2 separate regions of the Oryctolagus cuniculus genome follow, and region 2 is linked to region 1. A link is a contact called in public Hi-C data. All regions are on one chromosome and are shown on one strand. Each heading gives the region's core, a stretch centred on a gene start, on an enhancer-like site or on the middle of the called end of the contact. The rest is flanking DNA. Distances are from core to core; before and after follow the strand shown. Region 1 holds the start of SRGAP1 (SLIT-ROBO Rho GTPase activating protein 1). Region 2 has its middle 15 kb from the start of KICS2.

Evidence for each region. A called contact is a pair of places that touch in the nucleus more often than the background predicts.
Region 2: a Hi-C map of an unstated tissue shows a contact between it and region 1, with 2.4 times the contacts expected there. The contact joins the enhancer-like site here to the promoter of SRGAP1 in region 1. A contact is called at or near these places in 3 of 6 Hi-C or Micro-C datasets (ear pinna, embryonic fibroblasts and an unstated tissue).

What each region holds. Positions count from the first base shown.
Region 1 is chr11:66,038,821-66,044,359 of mOryCun1.1, forward strand. It overlaps SRGAP1 (SLIT-ROBO Rho GTPase activating protein 1), which reads left to right and starts at 2,833. Exons shown (of 21, transcript XM_070052569.1): 1 at 2,833-3,675. The coding sequence starts at 3,609.
Region 2 is chr11:66,439,894-66,445,474 of mOryCun1.1, forward strand. No RefSeq gene overlaps it. Among named protein-coding and RNA genes, the nearest start is that of KICS2, 15 kb to the left of the region's middle. Within about 2 kb of position 2,943, at least 2 of the 8 cell types and tissues checked have an H3K27ac peak or open chromatin away from gene starts, as enhancers often do.

The DNA of each region.
Region 1 (5,539 bases), core at 1,583-4,082:
GAGATCCCATAACTATTATGTCTATGATTCTCAGCAAAGTTGTAGCAGCGGCCATAGCTCCTAGGAGGAGGAGTCCTCTAATAGCAGTAGATTGTCTCCTATCTCCCTGTTGTTGCGTTAGAACCCCCAAGGCATTCCCTCCAAGTTCTGAATGAGTGAAAAGGGGATGTTCATAATTAGAGTCCCAGAACAGGGACAAGAGGCTCTCTCCCCCCACGGCTAGCCCATCCTTCCACACTGCCAACAGTTATATTTATACAGCACAACCTGACCATGATCCTTCTCTGCTTAAAAGGCTCCCTGCTGTCTGCAGAACTGTGTCCAGGGGCTTAGCATGGCACAGCAGGCCTCTCCTAGCTCCAGCTCGGGACACTTTGGCTCCACCCTGTACACTCTTACATAAAGCAGAGCTGGGTGGAATCAGGGCATCCTGGGGTGCCAGCATATAACCTCCTGTGGGGTAAAGTGCATAAAAGCTAAAAAATATATTTTTAATTGGGGAATTACCCCCATTTTGATTCTATTCTGTTGTTACAGATTAAAAAATACTTGATAACAATTACAGTTTAAAAGCTCATGTAATTAAATTCATTAAGCCCTCAAATTTTTGATTCTGTGAATATTTTTTTTTTGACAGGCAGAGTTAGACAGTGAAAGACAGAGACAGAGAGAAAAGTCTCCCTTCCGTTGGTTCACCCCCAAATGGCCGCTACGGCCGGCGTGCTGCGCCGATCCGAAGCCAGGAGCCAGGTGCTTCCTCCTGGTCTCCCCTGCAGGTGCAGGACCCAAGCACTTGGGACATCCTCCACTGCCTTCCCAGGCCACAGCAGAGAGCTGGACTGGAAGAGGAGCAACCAGGACAGAATCCGGCGCCCAAACTGGGACTAGAACCCAGGGTGCCAGCGCCGCAGGTGGAGGATTAGCCTAGTGAGCCGCAGCGCTGGCCTCTGTGAATACTTTTAACATCTTAATTTCTTTTTTTAAAAATTATTTATTTATTTGAAATGTAGACTAACAAACAGAGGGAAAGAGTGAGAGGGAGACAGAGGTTTTCCACCATCGGTTCACTCCCTAAATGGTCACAAGAAGGAGTTGTGAGCCAGGCCAAACCCATGAACAAGGAACTTCATCTGGGTCTCGCACATGAGTGGCAGGGAACCAAATTCTTGGGCTATCTTCTGCTGCTTTCCCATGTGCATTAGCAGGGAGGGCGACTGGAAGCGGAGCAACCATGACTGGCCCATGGCTCTGATATTGGATGCCTGTGTGAGATGGGCACAACCTGCAGTGCCACAGGCAGGCCTCTCAACACCATATGTATTTCAAAATTATCATAGTGGTATTTATTGCTCAATATTTGTTCTACGTATGGGATGATGGCACACAACATGCTAAAAGCTATATCCACCTATGAATTTATATGTGTACATACAAACATATGCATATGCCTTTTGTCAGCTTCAGTTCCAGGCCCCATACTTTTGTGGAAGACATCTTGCAGCCTGTTTGCAATTTCCCCAGAGTATGATGCTCCTCCTTCTCTCTGGATGCAACCCTTTGCCTCCCTGCTTAATCCTCAGCCATCTGTTCATTCCTCAGCCTTTACACCCAGTTCAGACTTGGACTCCCCCGAAGCCCTGACACAAGTGCAGTCCGTTTGTCCTTCTCACTCCCCTTCCCCAAGCCCGGCACTGCTTGTAAACACTTATTGGGCCAGCGCTATGGCATAGCTGTTAAAGTCACTGCCTGCAGTGCCAGCATCCCATGCGGGTGCCAGTTTGAGTCCAGGCTGCTCCACTTTCGATGCAGCTCCCTGCTAATGTGCCTGGAATGCAGAAGATGGCCTGGGTGCTTGGGCCCCTGAACCTACGTGGGATACCTGTAAAAAGCTCCTGTCTGGGTCCTGGTAGCCATTTGGGAAGTGAACCAGAGGATGGAAAACATCTCTCTCTCTCTGCCTCTGAAACTCTGCCTTTCAAAAAGATAAATAAATCTTTTAAAATAATTACTTATTTATCCAACAGACTACGAATCCCCATCTCTGAATCCCTACAGTGCTGTTTGGTGTTTGGCCCGCACGGAGCATTCCCAAGGTGTATCCACTGTATACATGGATGAATGACCACAAATCTCTGAAGATTTCGCAGGGGGAAAAACGTTTGGGTGCTGGACACGCCTTTGGTCACAACCACTTGGACCAATCCGGCTCAGAGTGTGGTTGATAGATGTTCTTCCTGCCCTCGATGGAAAACCTTCGGGCTCCTCTACGGTGCTAAACAGCAGGATCCTACACAATCCAGGCTCGGTTTTCCTACGGGAGCCCGACACCTCGAGGTCCCCCCCCCCCGCCCCCGTCCCCGTCCCCCAGGTTACGGCAACGTCCAGCTCTGGACTTCTCCACGGGATCCTGCAAGGCGCCCTGCCAAGGAGCCCACCCTCGGCCAGGAGGGGGGTTTTCCAGCTGCCGGGGGCAGCGATCCTGGCCTCCGCGCGCCGCACAGGGAGGCGCAGGGGCGCCGCCCACGGCCGCCCGGACCCGGCGCCCGGGGCCCGGCTGCGGTTGGCCACAAGAGGCATCCATCTTCCCAGACGAGCCCGGCGTTTCCTTGCCGAGCGGGCGGGGGCGAGGGCGGGGAAGGGCACTGGCCTCCCGCCCGCCTCTCCCGCGAGCCCTGCCCCGCCTCGCGCAGCCCCGAGCGGCCGCCGCCGCCGCCCGCAGAACGCTGGCTGGGGCGCCCGCGAGCCGCGGGCCGAGCGCGCGTCAACTTTGCTGCCGCCGGGGGCGCGGCTGCCCCGGGTGCGTGCGCGAGTGTGCTGGTCCCCGGCGGCCTCCTGGGGGCAGCCGCGGAAAGGCGGACGAGGAGAAAAGAGGCAGCCTCGGCGCCCCGTGGCCAAGGAGGCAGAGGCCGCTCCCGGCGCCGGCACCGGAGATCTGAAGTCCGCGGGGGCTGCGCCCGGGGCGCCTTCGAACATCGCAGCCGCCACCCTGCGGGTCAGCAGCGGGAACTCGCTCCAGGACCACGGTTTCCCTTCGCCTGCCGGGGCGATCGCAGCCGGGTTTGCAGGCGGCGGAGCATCCCCAGCCCGGGCGGGACCGTTGAGCGCCGGAGCCGGCGGCTGGAGGCAGGAAGGGAGGGTCGAGCGCCCGCCCTCCGCGACTAGCCCTGCCCCGGGCGCCCCGTGCGGGTCTCTAACAATGGTGTGGAGCGCCGGCGCGATCCCCGCGTCCGCCCAGCGCTCGTAGAGGAAGTGGCCCGGCTCCGGGTGGGGAGGGCAGGGAGACGCCCCCCGCCACGCGCTCGCCGGAGTTGGACCGCGCGCGCGTCCGGCCTCTCCGGCCGCGAGCCCCGGGCCCCCGGGGGGGATCGCCCACGGCGGCTCTAGCGCGAGAGTATGGTGCCAGCGCCCGGGTTGATCTAGTCCCCGGCTTGCTCCTGGGTGCCTCCTCCTCCTCCTCCTTCTCCTCCTCCTCCTCCTCCTCTTCCTCCTCCCCTCCCCTCCCTCCTGCCGGCGCCGCCTCGGCTTCTCGGCCGCGGTGGTCCCACTCTCCGCTGCGTGACCACTGAACGGAACTTGCCCACCGCAAGCCAGCCCGGAACAGCCGGAGAATGTCCACCCCGAGCAGATTCAAGAAGGACAAAGAGATCATAGCCGAGTATGAAAGTCAAGTCAAAGGTAAGGATGGGAGCGGCCGCCTGGCTCCTTTTGTGTGCCTTCTTGTCATTGTGTGGGGGAGTTGGGTTTCTAACTTGGTGTCTGCGTGGGAGGAAGGCGGCGAGGGTCAGCCCGAGCCCCGGCCGGGCCACCGGGGCGCTTCCTGCAGCCCAGTCCCCATCCCAATCCCGAGAAACCCACAGGGAGCAGGAGACCGGCTGGCGTCTCCCAGCTGCCGGCCCGAAGCTCTGGTCGGGGGAAGAGACTGCCTTTAACTTAACCACCTTGGGCTGTGCAACTTACCTGGGGAGGCAGGGAGGCAGGCGGCGCCGGTAATCCCAGACCGCTTCCCACCGTGGTTCATTCATTCATTGCTTTTAGAGGATACCATTGTCACAACATGGAATGGAGTCATTTTTGTGAAGTCTGAACACCAAGGGTCTGGAGCCTCGTGGAGTGCGGGCTCGGAGACCTTAGCACGGTTGTCTGTAGGGGCGAGTCACCTCTTTTGTAAAATAGCTTCCCTGACAGTTAACCCAAGCTGTGACTAGTGGAATCTGACTCCTCCTTTACAACGGCCGGGATTCAGTGCCATCTTCCACACTCGTGGGAATCGTGCTCTATCATTTGCTAGAAGCCTCCAGCAAGGAAAATGAAGGTTTGGATATCCGAGTAGTAGTTTCAATCTATTTACATCGTCAGCTAATGAAGGAAACCCAGTTAAGGTTGCTGATGCATTCTTACTTTCTGTGCCTTGTGATTTTAAAAAAAATGTGTTTTGTCTCCGGTACAAGTGTTTTAATTTTGCTGCCGAAGTGCTTAATAAACATGTATGCTGGTTGTTTGGCCCGGGTTCTTTTGTGGTCCCTAAGATATCACTTTCCTGATTCAGACAATGGGTGGAGCGTTGAGATCACTGCTCTGCTTTGGCATATCCAGTGCAAAGTTCAGGAAGATTTTCTCTAGACACCTGTGTTTGTCTGTATACTGGCTTACGAAAGAGCTGTTGAGAGAACCATTGCTGTACTTGCCTGGGGAAAGGCAGGAGCAGCCTGTGAGTTCTTTTGTGTGGTCAAGTTGTGAAAATGCCCGGCGTCCTGGGGGAGGACCTGGTGGGGAATCCTGGATGTGCCAAGTGGGAGTGGGCGCTGCCGCGACCTGACCTGCTCATCACGGCCTGGCAAGCACAACGTGCAGTCTCTGGGATTCAGTCTTCCTGCAGGCTGACCTGAAGGTGGAGTGAAGCTAAATATTGTTCAGGGAACCCCGATTCCTTTACCTGCTTGGAATTAGGATAATCTACACTTACAGGAACTTGCCACATTGATACGGAAGTTAACTGAGCAGAGAAGGCCTTTTCTTAGAACCAGGTGAATCTCCTACTGATGATAACCTTTCTCTGTCGAGTCCGGTGCAGCCTGAAGCCTTTCGTTCTAAGGCAGCACTCTGGTTCACAGTCATCATTTCTCCGTGCAGTGTTTCTACAGGGCTCTTGTGTGGCACTTCTTCCAGGGATGGCAGTCTGGTTTTTTGCTGCCTGGAGCGCTGACAGGCAGAATGCACTTCCTAATGCTGGTGTGGTTATCTCTGCTCTAAGTCTCTGTTTGGAAAACATTCTTGTGATTAATTTCTTCCAGCATATGAATTCTGTAGGTGTGTGGTTACTTGTATCCTTGAGAGTTACATTGATTACTAATCAGTTAAATGGGCTGTGTTGCAAGGTGCCTACCCAATGCAACGAAACATGATAGAAATGTTTTTTTTTGGAATTAATTCTGATGCACAAAAAGTGACCTTCTCCCTATTCCCTTAAGGCCTCCTCCCCTGCACACACCCAAGAGTCCTTAGGCAGCTTTCCTGCTGTTCATTGTACCTGTCCCGCCCT
Region 2 (5,581 bases), core at 1,693-4,192, 400 kb after region 1:
CAGCAAAAGACGGTATCATTTCTTACCTGTTGTTTCTGCTTGGTAAGGAAGAAGAGGGCTAAAGCTGTAGTGCTCATCTTTCATCCATGAGGGAAGTCAAGAAGGTTAGAGACAGCCTCAACTAGATCATCCAACATTTAAACCAGTGCCACCATCAGCCTATCTCTGGATTTTATGTTAGGATAAATAAAATGAGTACTTTCCTAACAGGCTTGGTTTAGATTTTCTGTTTGCAACTTGAATGTCACTATTCCCCGACATGTATTATTAGAAGTCAGTCAGTGGTGAATATGGTTGTATGTAATTGTTTGACCAGCAACCACTTAGGGAGGGAAAGGATTAGGTCTTACATTTTCAACATTTCTTGACCTTAGGCAGCTCTGCCCTTAACCTTCCCCTTTTCTTTTTATTGGGACCAGAAAAATAATGCCCATAGGCTTCCTCGACTTTTCTATTTCCACATCCATCTTTGATAGATTACAATTTATCATTGTGCTAAATCTGGATGAGAATAAGAATATGAACAGTCATTTTATAGAAATCTCTTTCAGACTTCAGCCAATACATGTAAGGAACACATACAATAGCAAAAATGTCATCTTCTCCAATGGCATACTTCCAAAAGGCAGTAGTTGTGGAAGACAACATAGACCCTTCATACATCAGAACCTTTTCTTTGAATAGGTTATTTTAGTAAGGATAGCACATCTACTAGTACAGGATCAGAGAGGCTTTTTTGAAGCAAATATTGTATGAATGGGTTGTATTCTAATCTAAGCCATGAAGTAACTATACATTTGCCTGGAAATCATTAAGAACTCGGAGTTGAGGTGTTTTATTTTCTCAGAGTAAATGTGTAGAATTCCAGAGTCTGAACTGAACTGCCATTTGAGGTTAAAAAGCAAAAACAAAAACACAATGTTGAATTGAAAAATAGACATTGAAATCATGTTTAATTTCAGCTTTGTAATGGCAAATTTGCATTTGATAATGCAAAATCCAAATTTATTTATATATTTAAAATTTATTTTATTTATTTGAAAGGCAGAGTTACAGAAAGAGAGAAAGAGACAGAGAAAAAGAGGTCTCTCATTTGCTGGTTCATTCCCCAAATGGCCACAGAAACAGTAGCTGGTCCAGGCTGAAGCCAGGAGACAGGAGCTTCTCTGCATCTCCCATGTTGCTGCAGGGGCCCACACACTTGGACCATCTTCCACTGCTTTCCCAGGTACATTAGCAGATAGCTAGATTGGAAGTAGAGCAGCTGGGACTCAAATTGGCATCCATATGGGATGCCGGTGCTGCAGGTAGTGGCTTAACCTGCTATGCCACAGCACCAGCCCCACAAAACCTGAATTTAGTGAGCCCACCTCCAAACCCTCCACCTACTCACCCAGTCTTTAACCTGCAGTCTCAGAAGTCTTGGGTTGCATGGTTCTGACTAAAACAAAGGCATGGGATGCTATTGGATATTGTAGGGTATCAGGATCCCTATAATATCCAAGATAAAGCTGCTTCGGGGCTCATTCCTACTGGCTCATTTCTACTTTAGTACAGGAGAGGGATCCAGACCTGGCCAGACTGTCAGCAAGTTGCTCCATATTGGACTTTCATTCATGGGCACAGATTGAAACTCAGTTAGCACAGGGGTAGGTGTTTGGTGCAGCAGTTAAGATGCTGCCTGGGACGCCATATCCCCTATTTGAGTGCCTCAGTTTGAGTTTCCATTCAACTTGTGATTTCAGCTTCATGCTAATGTGCGCCCTAGGAGGCAGCAGGTGATGGCTCAAGTAGTTGAGTCCCTACCACCCACATAGGAGACCAAGATTGAGTTCTGGGCTCCCAGATACAGCCTGGACCAACCCCAGCCACTATGGCATTCAGGAAAGGAATCAGTGGATGGAAGATACCTGTCTGTCTCTGTTTTTGTCTTTTTTTTTTTTTTGACAGGCAGAGTGGACAGTGAGAGAGAGAGAGAGAGAGAGAGAAAGGTCTTCCTTTGCCGTTGGTTCACCCTCCAATGGCTGCCGCGGCCGGCGCGCCGGTGCACTGCACTGATCCGATGGCAGGAGCCAGGAGCCAGGTGCTTTTCCTGGTCTCCCATGGGGTGCAGGGACCAAGCACTTGGGCCATCCTCCACTGCACTCCCTGGCCACAGCAGAGAGCTGGCCTGGAAGAGGGGCAACCGGGACAGAATCCGGCGCCCCGACCGGGACTAGAACCCGGTGTGCCGGCGCCGCAAGGCGGAGGATTAGCCTAGTGAGCCGCGGCGCCGGCCTCCTTCAATATTTTAACTGTTCAACATTTCATACTGCTCTCAGCACTAGGCGGCATCAGCAAACTATAGCTATGGACTGAATCTGACTTGCAAGCTTTAAGGATGGTTTTTATATTCCTGAAGGGTAAAGAGGAGGAAGAAGGAGAAGAAATCATATATAGCCACACAAAGCTTCAGATATTTACTATCTTGGCTTTTTGCAGAAAAGTTTGCTTATTTTCAAACAATATTCACAGTACCTTTTGTGTTTTTGTATTGTAATGTATTAGGTGCCTATAGCAACCATTCAGACTATTTTCAGTAGAAAGGGATTTAATACAGGGCATCAGAAGTTTACAGAATTAGAAAGTCTATAGGAATGGTCACTTAGGCCTCCAGGAATGATTCCTAGGACAACACTGCTGGGAAGGGGAGCCAATTCCTCTGCAGTAATCAGAAAGGCAGGGACTAGGCACTGGACTGCTGAGTTCAAGGACACATTTCTGTAGCCATGATCCAAGGATTAGGAGGCCACTGATGCCCTTGCAACTACCTCTCAACACCCACAGCTAGTGCCTACACTGAAATACTGCTGCAGAAAAGCCCAGTGTGTGCACAGCAGAGTTTGCCAGCAGAAACAAAACAGATGGCTGCAGCCTGGGTTCCACCTTCCAAGCACAGCTAATTGGCAGCAGCAGAGCCCTCACTGCAGGGAGATGGGGGAAGTATGGTGTTTCCTTCTTTAGCCTCTGCAGAGTAAGAAAATACACTAAAAGATTGGAATGACTGCTGTGAGCCAGAAACGGTTCAAACTATCTACAAATGTTGGTCTATGGCTTTAGGCTCTTTTAAACTCTCTCATCTTTGGCCATCTTCTTTTTCATTTGAGAAATCTTCCCTGACACTGTCTTGCTTACCTCCACCCTTACTGGACTGGATGCCCTTTTGTGAGTTTCCATAGCTCTTTGCCCTAGTTCTGTAATGTGCATGGCATTCCATATGGCAGTAACCTGGTTTCTTGCCGCTTCCTCTACTACAATGGCTTCTTGAAAGCAGAAACTTAATCTTATACTCATCATTGTGTAGGTAATCAGCTCATATTTGTGGAGGATGAAATAATTCCTGTGCTTTAATATCCAAATGGCTTTTCTTTGTTCTATACTGTTGGGTGCTGATATCTGTATACAGTGAAAGCTCAGTAATGTTAACTGTCCATCTTCCTTTCTGGCATGGCTAAGAGAAGTTCTACCAGGACTCTGTGTGTGTGTGTCTTTGACTCTCTGTATGTCTATATATGTTAGTAAATGCTATAGAACAGCTAATGTTTGAAGAGTTTCAGTATACTAGTAATGCACTAAGTATATTATCTCATTTACTTCTCATAACCTATTAAGTAGAAACTATTTTTATTCCCATATTGAAGAAACTGGGACCGAGTAGGTAAATAGTTTATCTACAGTCCCATTCATTGTAAGTGACAGGACTGGGACTCACAACCAGTTCTAGCTAATACCAAAATTTGTAATCTCTGCCATTATGATGACCATGATTATAACAGTGATGGCAGTGAATGATCCAGACATTGCTCTGTATTTTTTTCATAGAATTGATGGTCAATAGTTGTTACATATGAAGAGACAGACAAAGTTCTTGATCCCTGTGGTCTGTTCCTGGCTGTGCCACTAATTCACTGGGTGACTCTGGTAAACTAACCCTTCTGGGCTCCAGCTGCCTACTCCATCAAACAGAGAACAGTCTCCAACATACTTCTGGTTCTGGAGTCTCAGAACTCCGTGAATGGATTCTACTTTGTTTATCATTCCAGGGTTGTTAATTCTGTACAGTAAGACATCACTCTAAATTCCTAGCTTCTGTAGGAGCTCAAATTTGTCTTTTAGTTTTGTTACAACTTCTATGGTATCTAGTTCAGAGTTCTGCATAGTATATAACAGGCTCATCACAGGGCCATGACAGGTGTGTGTACACAGATACACACAGATAAAAATCTGCCCAGGGAGAAATGAGCCATCCTCACAAGACACTGTGCTTATTATATGTTACCTTCCTTTGGCATGACATTCAAATGTAATTTAGGGCTGCCAAAGAGAAATCAGTCCTTGGTACCTTTGGGAATGTTTTTTTCTGTGGTCACAAATAAGATTCTTATCCTTTACAGAGCTATGGTCACTGTCCAAGCAGTTATTCCTATGACTGAATATAGAAAGGTTTCTTTCATCAAAATTATGCTGAGTGCATGTTAAAAGGGTCTTGGCCTGTGGGTAATGGCAGGCACAATATGGAGTTTTATGCAAGGAACCAGTCCTTATTAAACTCCCTGTCTCTCTCACTTATAGAGCAGTGCACGACAAATCATTCCATAGCTTCTCCAGAGTATACATGAAGGCTTAAAGCCTGAACTCTGAGCAAGAAAAAAATGCCAAAATTAAATTATGTAGGGGGAGCCTGGCTGATGGTCTAGTTTTCTTTAAAGATTTGATTACAGAAAACCCACAAAGAAAATTGGAAATGGATATTAAGAAAGCTTCACCTGACTGAAAATACTACATGCAAAAAAAAAAAAAAAAAAGCAGAATTCCATCACCTGTTCATATGTGTATCTATGCATTTCTTAGTGACTGTCACCATGGTAGCAAGGCAATTTGACTTTTGAGCACAGTCCCCACAAAGGAGAGGATTAACAGCTCATCATGTGCTATTTCATCCCATTCTTTCTTTAATTGTGTTGGTCCTATATTCTTAGCTATTAGCCACTGAACTCTATGAATGAGCACAGTGGAACATGGTAGGCACTCCAGTCTACATAGTTAGTGCCTGAATTAACTGAATGGTATTTCTACTGTATCTTCCTTTTAAAGCTACAGAGAAAATCACCAAGGCAGAAATTTTATTTAACGAAAACGACTCCTAATACACTGGAGAGGAGAGGGCCTTAAAGCTAGGCCATTTTCGCGATTGGGCTGACCCAACACGGATTTCAGGTGGAGGAGGTAAAAGGGGAACATTTAGGTACTCTGAGATGTTGTCTGATCAGAAGACCAACATAGGAGTGGGAAGTGGAATAGTAACCAAATCCACATTCATCAGGCAGGCTTTTCATGGCCCAGCAGCTTTGTGTAAAGACTTGCAGTGAAAAGTTTGGCAGCACTTTCTGAAGCATTTAATGTCAGACCTGAGTTAAAACTCAGAGGACAAAGAGTTCCACCACTCAGGCTTCAAACTAAGAAAGCTTGTTAAGCCCCTGCCTCCACCTTATATCCTTTTAATGCTCAGCCCGGGAAGCCTCCTTATTCTCACTCCTTGAGT